3 separate regions of the Mus musculus genome follow, and regions 1 and 3 are each linked to region 2. The links are chromatin contacts, called in public Hi-C and promoter capture Hi-C maps. All regions are on one chromosome and are shown on one strand. The core of a region is the stretch at or near the end of the contact, and the rest is flanking DNA. Distances in the headings are between cores, read along the strand shown.

Evidence for each region. A called contact is a pair of places that touch in the nucleus more often than the background predicts. Capture Hi-C pulls out chosen DNA fragments and counts their contacts.
Region 1: a Hi-C map of embryonic stem cells shows a contact between it and region 2, with 4 times the contacts expected there. The contact joins the enhancer-like site here to the promoter of Znhit3 in region 2. A contact is called at or near these places in 6 of 39 promoter capture datasets (the 3T3-L1 cell line, HPC-7-derived erythroid cells, hippocampal neurons and 2 more), 3 of 15 datasets of contacts at CTCF or cohesin (the NIH/3T3 cell line, embryonic stem cells and pro-B cells), 59 of 484 Hi-C or Micro-C datasets (B cells, the Ba/F3 cell line, the C2C12 cell line and 34 more), 12 of 115 datasets of contacts at active chromatin or transcription factors (the 230-238 cell line, T-cell acute lymphoblastic leukemia, astrocytes and 7 more) and 1 of 9 other capture datasets (embryonic stem cells).
Region 3: a contact with region 2 is called in a promoter capture Hi-C map of pancreatic islet. The contact joins the promoter of Bcas3 here to the promoter of Znhit3 in region 2. A contact is called at or near these places in 1 of 39 promoter capture datasets (embryonic stem cells), 7 of 484 Hi-C or Micro-C datasets (CD4 T cells, the N1E-115 cell line, cortical neurons and 3 more), 7 of 115 datasets of contacts at active chromatin or transcription factors (astrocytes, bone marrow-derived macrophages, cardiomyocytes and 3 more) and 2 of 9 other capture datasets (macrophages and pancreatic islet).

Annotation. Positions count from the first base shown.
Region 1 is chr11:85,269,398-85,272,119 of GRCm38.p6, reverse strand. No RefSeq gene overlaps it. Among named protein-coding and RNA genes, the nearest start is that of Appbp2os, 36 kb to the right of the region's middle. Within about 2 kb of position 1,264, at least 12 of the 459 cell types and tissues checked have an H3K27ac peak or open chromatin away from gene starts, as enhancers often do. A contact at or near this core is called in the Ba/F3 cell line and embryonic stem cells, where this site is marked.
Region 2 is chr11:84,915,030-84,917,882 of GRCm38.p6, reverse strand. It overlaps Znhit3 (zinc finger, HIT type 3), which reads left to right and starts at 1,517. Exons shown (of 5, transcript NM_001005223.3): 1 at 1,517-1,627; 2 at 1,753-1,784. The coding sequence starts at 1,542.
Region 3 is chr11:85,351,862-85,354,798 of GRCm38.p6, reverse strand. Bcas3 (breast carcinoma amplified sequence 3) reads right to left here and starts at 1,635. Exons shown (of 24, transcript NM_001166643.1): 1 at 1,566-1,635.

The DNA.
Region 1 (2,722 bases), core at 15-2,514, 350 kb before region 2:
GTGCACACACACACACACACACACACATACACAAATACATACACATATTTACACACACGAAACACACACAAATAAATAGATAAATGTAATCTTTTTTTTTTAAAGATGCATCATGGTCTTTGGCAAAGCCTTTTGGGGTTACCTCATTGCTTTGGGGTTACAAAACCCCAAAGGTTCCTCTAACCTTTCAAACCAAGTTGCTTATAGCCTGAGTCAAGTTTAGATAGAAACAGGACAAGCTTTAGGTCAGACCTTTCTCTGGAGCTCTAGGAAAACCAGGAGATTAATTTCCATCAGAGCCCAGTGAGATCCTTGGTGGAAACACACTCTCCCACAAAAACAATAAAACTACCCGCAAGGCCTTTGAAATCTGCTTGGGAACTTTGAAAATCAAGCAAAGCCAAAGAACAAACTGAAAACTGTCTGACCTTGGTAATTATTGACCTTTGGTATCCCAGGGAGTCTGCGCTGTGTTAGCTTTTGGGGGGTGCTGCACCTCCTCCTCAGCAGCTCTGCAGGGGCAGCCTCAAAGCCAGAGGGGCTGGGCCAGACATCTTGTGACTTACTTAAAAGAAAAAAAAAAAAATGTGAGCACAGTCGATATTTTGTTCAAACTTGCAGCTGCTTGGAAATTTTCTATTCCTTGAGAGTTGTAACTATTTGATTTGACTCAGAACTCAGCCGAACTGAAGAAAACTGCCTTACCCTTGCACAGTTATTTAGTGGGGGGAGGGGAATGGTAGTGTATGCCTTCAGTGCCATAAGAGGCAAAGTCAGGTGGATCTCTGTGAGTTTGAGGCCAGCCTGGTCTACAGAGAGACTTTCAGGACGGTCAGGGAAGTTATACAGAGAAACCCTGTCTCGAAAAACCAAACAAAACAACACAAACAAAAAAGTTTTCCTTAGCTGGGCAGTGGTGGCGCGGGCCTTTAATCCCAGCATTTGGGAGGCAGAGGCAGGTGGATTTCTGAGTTCGAGGCCCGCCTGGTCTACAGAGTGAGTTACAGGACAGGCAGGGCTACACAGAGAAACCCTGTCTCAAAAAAAAAAAAAAAAAGTTTTTTCTTGAGTCGGCTTTTAGTTGGGGTGAGGTAGTCATTGAGACTGGAAAGATGAACCACATATTTTAGAACCTGACAACCAGGAGCTTTCAAAAGCCTCCGCATGGATTCTGGAACTTGGCTGGTCTTCCAAGGGATCCATGTTTCATCCCTAGCACACACATGATTGTAACCTTACTCCAGTCCCGAGGAGATATGATGCCCTCTTCTGGCCTTTTATGGCACTGCATGCTTCTGATACATAAGACATGTACAGGCAAAACACAGCCATATACATATAAAGTAATTAAAAATTAAAAGCAAAGGTACTGGAGAGATGGTTCAGCGGTTAAGAGCACTGACTGCTCTTCCAGAGGTCCTGAGTTCAAATCCCAGCAACCACATGGTGGCTCTCCACCATCTGTAATGGAATCTGAAGCCCTCTTCTGGTGTGTCTGAAGACAGCGACAGTGTACTCATATACATAAAATAAATAAATAAATCTTTGGGCTGGAGCAAGTGGGGTGGAGAGAGAAGAAAAAGTGTCTGAAGAAAGCTACAGTGTACTTACATATAATAAATAAATAAATCTTTTTTAAAAATAAAAAATAAGGGGCTGGTGAGATGGCTCAACAGGTAAGAGCACCCGACTGCTCTTCCAAAGGTCCTGAGTTCAAATCCCAGCAACCACATGGTGGCTCAAAACCATCCGTAATGAGATCTGACTCCCTCTTCTGGTGTGTCTGAAGACAGCTACAGCGTACTTACATATAATAAATAAATAAATCTTTAAAAAAGATAAATAAAAAAATAAGATGCTGAGAATAAAAGTTATTTTTAAAATGAAAAAAATAACAAAAATGAATAACTCACAGAGAACTCAGTTGTCACAGAATTAGTTCAAGGAAATCATCAAACAAAAAATACAAAGAAACAAAAACATATCTTGGAAAGTATGTCGCATGCATAGGGCCAAAAACTGGATGGAAAGTGTCCGAGAGGGGTCTAGATTTTGGGCCTACAAACTTTAGCTGTTCCAAAACCATTCAGAGAACACAAAGGAACCGCAGTGACAGAGGTACAGGAGCACAGGACACATGTCACTGGAGAGACCCAGCTCACAGGGCTGGAGAGATGCTGAGGACCTGAGTTCGTTTCCCAGCACCCACCTGGTGGCTTGAAGACATCTGTAGCTTCAGGTCTAAGGGATCTAACACCCTCTTCTGGCCTTTGTGGACTCCTTCATGAAAGTGATGCATGTGTGAGCACGCGCGCACACACACACACACACACACACACACACACACACACACACAGAAATCTGCTCACAATAGAATTTTCAGAATTCATATAATTACAAACACGAAAATTCACTAAAGGTAGTCAACAGGTTTGAACTGACAGAAGAAACAGCAAGCTTACCTTGCATTTAGAATAATCTACCCAGCAGACAGGAGAGACAGGAAAGGTGGAAGAGGTGGAAAAGAGTATTGGGAGGAACTGAAGTTACTGCCCAAATTCCAAGAATTTGTCTCTCACAAGGTCTCTTTATGCAGCCCAGACTTTATGCAGCCTGAACTCAAAATCCTGGCCAGGCTACAATTCCTGGCTTTGCTCTTTAACTGTGTTTTGAACATAATATTCCTGTGTGGGGGTTAGAAGCTCCAAAAGCATGCAAAGAC
Region 2 (2,853 bases), core at 268-2,767:
AGAAGGACTCTTACTCATTTCCCATCCTTTCTACCGAGTCAGACCAAATTGTCAGTAGCAGAGATCCAGGAGATTAGACTCCTTCCGAGTATCATGGAAATAACCCTTTTGCCAGCTACAGGTTAAAAAATATATATGTATGATTTCCATTTGTCTTTCAATAGCTCAAGAATTTAGGTCTGGACATCCACTTTAATTGATAAAAGGGCTCAGGTAGCAACCAAGCCCTCTAAGACACTCAAAGAGTGGGAGTCAGGGCTCCAGGCACTGCCTAGTTTGCAGCAGCTCCATCTCAGCAGGCACAGATGCTCATGCGCACACTTATTAACAGGGACCCTAGAGCAGGGCTGGTGGAAACAGAGGCAGGCCGGCTCTGTGAGTTCAAGCTCAGCCTGGTATACAGCATGAGTTCCAGGACAGCCAGGGTTACACAAAGAAACCCTGTCTTAAAAACAAAAACAAAAACAAAAACAAACAAACAAATCAACAAAGGACCCTAGAGCCTGAATGGGCCACATAGATGAGGAGGAGGCATTTGGGAGAGGAACATGATTTAAGGTCCTGGAAGCTGGAGTTTAGGTTAGACCAAATTCAGAGCTTCAGAGAGGAGCAAGTTTCTTAAAGAAAACAGGATTCCAAGTAGGGCCTGGTGACACACCCTGCAACAGGGTCTCAGACCTTAACACAACTGACTCCACGATTTTGTCTATAACTAAAGTCTATAGTAGCCTTCAAGGTTAGTCATAGCCCATCTATTCTGACTCATTAGCCTGGATTCCTTTAGCCTAGCCACTGATCTGCTCTGCAGTCAGTCAACTCCACCATGGCTTGTAGTGGCATGAAGCACAAGAAAACCTACAGGCTCATTTTCAGAGTCGTGCAAATGCACGGCTTGACACTAAAATTCCAGTCTCTTCCTTAGTCCTTTCCCCATTCTGTTTTCACTTCAAGCCTTGTGCTCCTAGGGAAGAGACCGTCTTCCAATCATCCCCAGTGTCTGGACATTGTAGAACTCACAGTCGGGGTTCAACAAGCATTTGTCAGCAGCTCAGCCTCAAATGTCTTTTGGGCTGGGAGAAGTGGCTTAGCAGTAAGGACCGCTAGATGCTGTTACAGAGTTTGAGTCTTAACATTCACAGTAGGAAGTTCAAACCCGCCTATCTCTAGCTCCATTGGATCTGATATCTTTTTCTGGTCTCTCTTGGGGCAGGGACATCATTTACCCCGGCACAGGCGCACACGTATACAGTTTTTTTTTTTTTTTAATGTCTTTGATTAGGCATGGTGGTGCACACTTGTGATGTCAGTGTCAGGGATGCAGAGGCAGAAAAATCCTGAGTTCCGTGGCCTGATCTAATCAGAGGAAAAAAATCCTTGACGCAGCAGCTCTAAATGCACATCTACTGTATCGACACTCTACAGGTGAGGCCTAGAATAGAGAACAGGATCAATCCATTGCTTCTGACTGCCAATGAGTGCGGAGCGCTGTGATTGGCCCTTGTTTAGGTAAAAGAGTGAGCGCGGGTGTCTTCTGGGAAGTCATGGCGTCGCTGAATTGTAGGACTGCGGTCTGTGTGGTCTGTTTGGAGAAGCCGAAATACCGTTGCCCGACTTGCCGCGTGCCCTAGTGAGCCAGAGCGGGTAGTGGGTTCGGAGGGAGGCCGGGCTGCGGGCGGCGGCTGCGGGCAAGGGGTACGTGCTGCGGCCGCTCGTGCTGATCGTGCTGACCTGAGCCTGTCTGTCTCATTACAGCTGTTCGGTCCCCTGTTTTCAGAAGCACAAAGGTAAGACCCCGGGACACCGTCGCAGCCCTTGCTCCTTCTTTGTACCGTACAGGCCCCATGCCCCCAGGAACCCGAAGCGGGAGGATTCCCGCCAGTTCAAAGCCAGCCTGACTACAGACTGAGACCCTGTCTCAAATAATCCAAAGCAAGTCAGCTGCTTTCTTGGGAAAAGTCTTAGCTATTTATTCATCTTGACATTCTAGTGTAGCCCCTCACTATCGCAGAAACTGCCTTGGCTGAGGTCAATTAGCCAGCAATGGTTGTCTTTAAAATATGGTTGTTTATTATTTACAATAGGAGAAATTTTCTTTTTCTGTGTGTGGTATTTTGAGACAGGTTCTCCTCCTCCTCCTCTTTTTTTTTTTTTCCGAGGCAGGGTTTCTCTATGTAGCTCTGGCTGTCCTGGGACTCACTCTGTAGACCAGGCTGGCCTCGAACTCAGAAATCCGCCTGCCTCTGCCTCCCGAGTGCTGGGATTAAAGGCGTGAGCCACCACGCCCGGCTGGTTCTTTTTCTTCTTTCATTTTCCTTCTTTCTTTGTTTGCTTTTCAATAAAGGGTTTCTGGCTGCCTTCGAACTCGCTCTGTAGACCGGGCTGGCTTCAAATTCATAGCGATCTGCCTGCCTCTTGCCTCCCAAGTGCTGTTTTATTTTGTGCTGAGAAAGAGTATCTCAGATTCACTATATATTCCTTTTTTTGTTTTGTTTTTGTTTTTGTTTGTTTTTCGAGACAGGGTTTCTCTGTGTAGCCCTGGCTGTCCTGGAACTCACTTTGTAGACCAGGCTGGCCTCGAACTCAGAGATCTGCCTGCCTCTGCCTCGCGAGTGCTGGGATTAAAGGCGTACACCACCACGCCTGGCTGAACTATATATTCTATACTCCTCCCAGACTCACAATCCCCATGCCTTAGTTTCCTAATGCTGGGATTAAAGGCACAAGCCACCACGGCCCAGCTGAGACTGGCTCTTTTTTTTTTTTTTTTATGTAGTTCAGGCTGGCCTATCTATCATGATCATGCTTTGTCATCCTCAAATGCTAGGATTATAGGAGCCACCAGAACTGGTTAAA
Region 3 (2,937 bases), core at 386-2,885, 440 kb before region 2:
TTTCCCAGAAACTTGTGGCCTAGATCTCTCAGAGACCTGCCAGCCCAACTGATAGGATTATAGGTGTGTACCCACCACACCCAGGAAGTTACTTTTCTTTTTTTAAGATAGGGTCTTACCCAGGAATTGAGGCTGACCTTGAACTATGCAGTATCTGAAAGTCAAGACAGTTCAGTCTTTGGCAGAATCTTCCTATAATTTATAACTAGGAGGAAAAGAGACAGAGAACTAAATGGGAACTATATAACACAGGATCACTTAGAAAAACAAATATAGGGCTGAAGAGATGGTTCAGGGGTTAAGAGCACTGACTGCTCTTCCACAGGTCCTGAGTTCAATTCCCAGCAACCACATGGTGGCTCACAACCATCTGTAATGGGTTATGAAGCGCTCTTCTGGTATATCTGAAGACAGCGACAGTGTACTTACATATATAAAAATAAATAAATCTTTAAAAAAAGAAAAATAAAGAAATGCAAATATAAAGCTCAGTGGGACATAACATACCAGCAGTTCCAGTTCCCAGGAGGCTGAGGCAAGGAAATTGCCTTGAGTTCAAGGGCAATGTAAGCCTGAGATTCTTAGTATTTTATTTTTAAAAATATAATAATAATAATAATAATAATAATAATTTAAAAAGCTGGTCACAGGTGGTGATGCATATGCATGCCTGAGAGGCAGAGGCAGGAGGATCAGGAGTTCAAAGTCAACCTTAAGGGCACAGCCATATAAAGACCAGATGGCCCATGTGAGCCTCAGAACAAATACACGTAACAGGATACCACTCTGCCTTCAGATAAATCTGTTGAGGACAGATAAAACTGTGTAGCCACATTTAAATAATATTTTAACCTCCAGCTATTGTAACGTAATCACCAGCGTGTAAACAAATTTGGAATATAAACTCGTATAATATAAGGAGCCTCTGGATTTTCCCACAGTCTAAGTAAGTCCCAGACCTTGACTATCTAATGAGTTTCTGAATCATAGAGGTGGTTTGGAGAGTACAGAGTCTGCTTCATTATGGTTAAAGGGGGACTGGCAACAGAACTAAAGATGTCTTACAAGGCTCAGGAAAGCCCACAGCCTAAAAGCATCACTTTTAAGAAGGGTTCACTGTACCACCTCATTTGAAAAACCCCAAACTGTTGATCCCCACATTCCTATACAACCCAAACAACCCATTGTCCCAACTAGTCCAGCTACCCCTTTCTTAGGCAGTACCTTTCACCAGACCCCTCAGTACTCTCATCTTCATTCCACCCTCTATTACCCGAACCAGTCTCCCCACCTCTGTCCTTTAAAGGCCTTGTCACTTGAGAACAGCTCCTCGAAAGCCCCTCGGGCCCCACTCTCCCCAAAGTCACGGGAACAACACTCCACACTTCACCTCCAAAGCCCTACCACCACTGCCCCCGGCCGCCCTCTGGCCTCTTGCCCAGCTCTCCTCCAGTTTCAGCACCTTTCCCCGTCAACTGGGGCTGGTCAAGCCCTGTTTCCTCATGCTGCCTGTCCCTTTCCCTCTCCAAACCTCCCCTAAGCCAAAGACCCGCCAGCCCTCTCACCGGCCGCTCCGCCGGTAAACGCTGTTCTCCAGCTTCAGGCTCACTGTTTGGAGTCTCCCTCGTGATTGACGGCTAGCACTTCCTACCACGCCTCGGCGGAACCACCGCATCAGCCAATCCCAGGAGCAAACTGGCCCCGGCGCGGCACCGCCCTTGGAGGTCAGCTTCGCCAACCAGCGAGTAGGAAAGAGGCGGACCCGCCTTCAGAATCCATCCAATCCGCTGGGGCTGGAGGGAAAACACAACAGTATGGAAGTTCGGGTGAAGCGGGTGGGTCAGGTTCGGTTGTGAATGCAGGCGGCAGGGGAGAAAAGGCAGGCGTGTCTGCGGGCCTGGAAGAGGCACCTTGGTGGATTTTCTGTTTTAAGGAAACGCTACATGCACCAAATACCTGCGGACCTCAGCCAGAAGTCTCCAGCGAGGAGCCCGAAGCCAGGTATACTGGTGTGTTTACATCGAATTCTCGCGACAGCTGATTTGAAGCTAAAAGCACGTGGACGTGGCAGCTGCCAATCACTTTTACCTGACCACTCAGGCTGCCCGAGCCCGCCCTCCACCCCGCCCGCGGCGCTGTGTTTACCTTCCGGGAGTCTAGGCTGGCAGTCCGTGTTCAGTCCCCTGCTGAGTACGTCTTGCTCTGAATAAGGGGGCCTGTAAGAAATTTTGTTGGAGTCCTTAATGGTTACTGTCATAGGAATGGATGTTCGTGAACATCTGGAAATGGAGAGGCCCCAGACTTTGGAAGGGGGAACTTGTTGCACAATATAGGGATCCATAGAGAGTCTAAGAAGACTACCTGGGGCTTTGCAAGATGGCATTGGATACGTCTTAAGGGTTCATGGAGTCTCAAGTAGTCGTAGGCCGGGAGCTCTTGCTTAAAGAAACCCACAATCACACTCCTAGCTTTCCCATATATCTTTCCCCTGAGCACCTAGTAACCTGTACCAAAATCTCTTTTTATGGGATTCCAGTAACACATGCACTATATTCCCTATATTCCCAGCACTGGTGTACATAACAAGTTCTAAGCCAGTCCAGTGCCACCAAGTTTGAAAACACTGTCCCTTCCAAAAAATCTTTTTTAATAAGATATAATTCTTTTAAAAATAATAAACGGGCCTGGAATTTGGACATGATGCTCCTGCCTAGATGTGGACTAGGCGGCTAGGTATGACCAACAAGGAATTCGTAAAAGTACCTTTGCCTATCATACAGGTTAAAGTAGACTTTTTAGGCATGTCATCAGTGTCAAGAGTTAGCTGGAGGTCGTGGTCAAGGCCAAAAAAACTCATTTCCATGGCCATATGTCTTAGTTAGGGTTTCTATTGCTGTGACGAAACACCAAGACCAAAAGAAACTCGCTGGCTGGGCA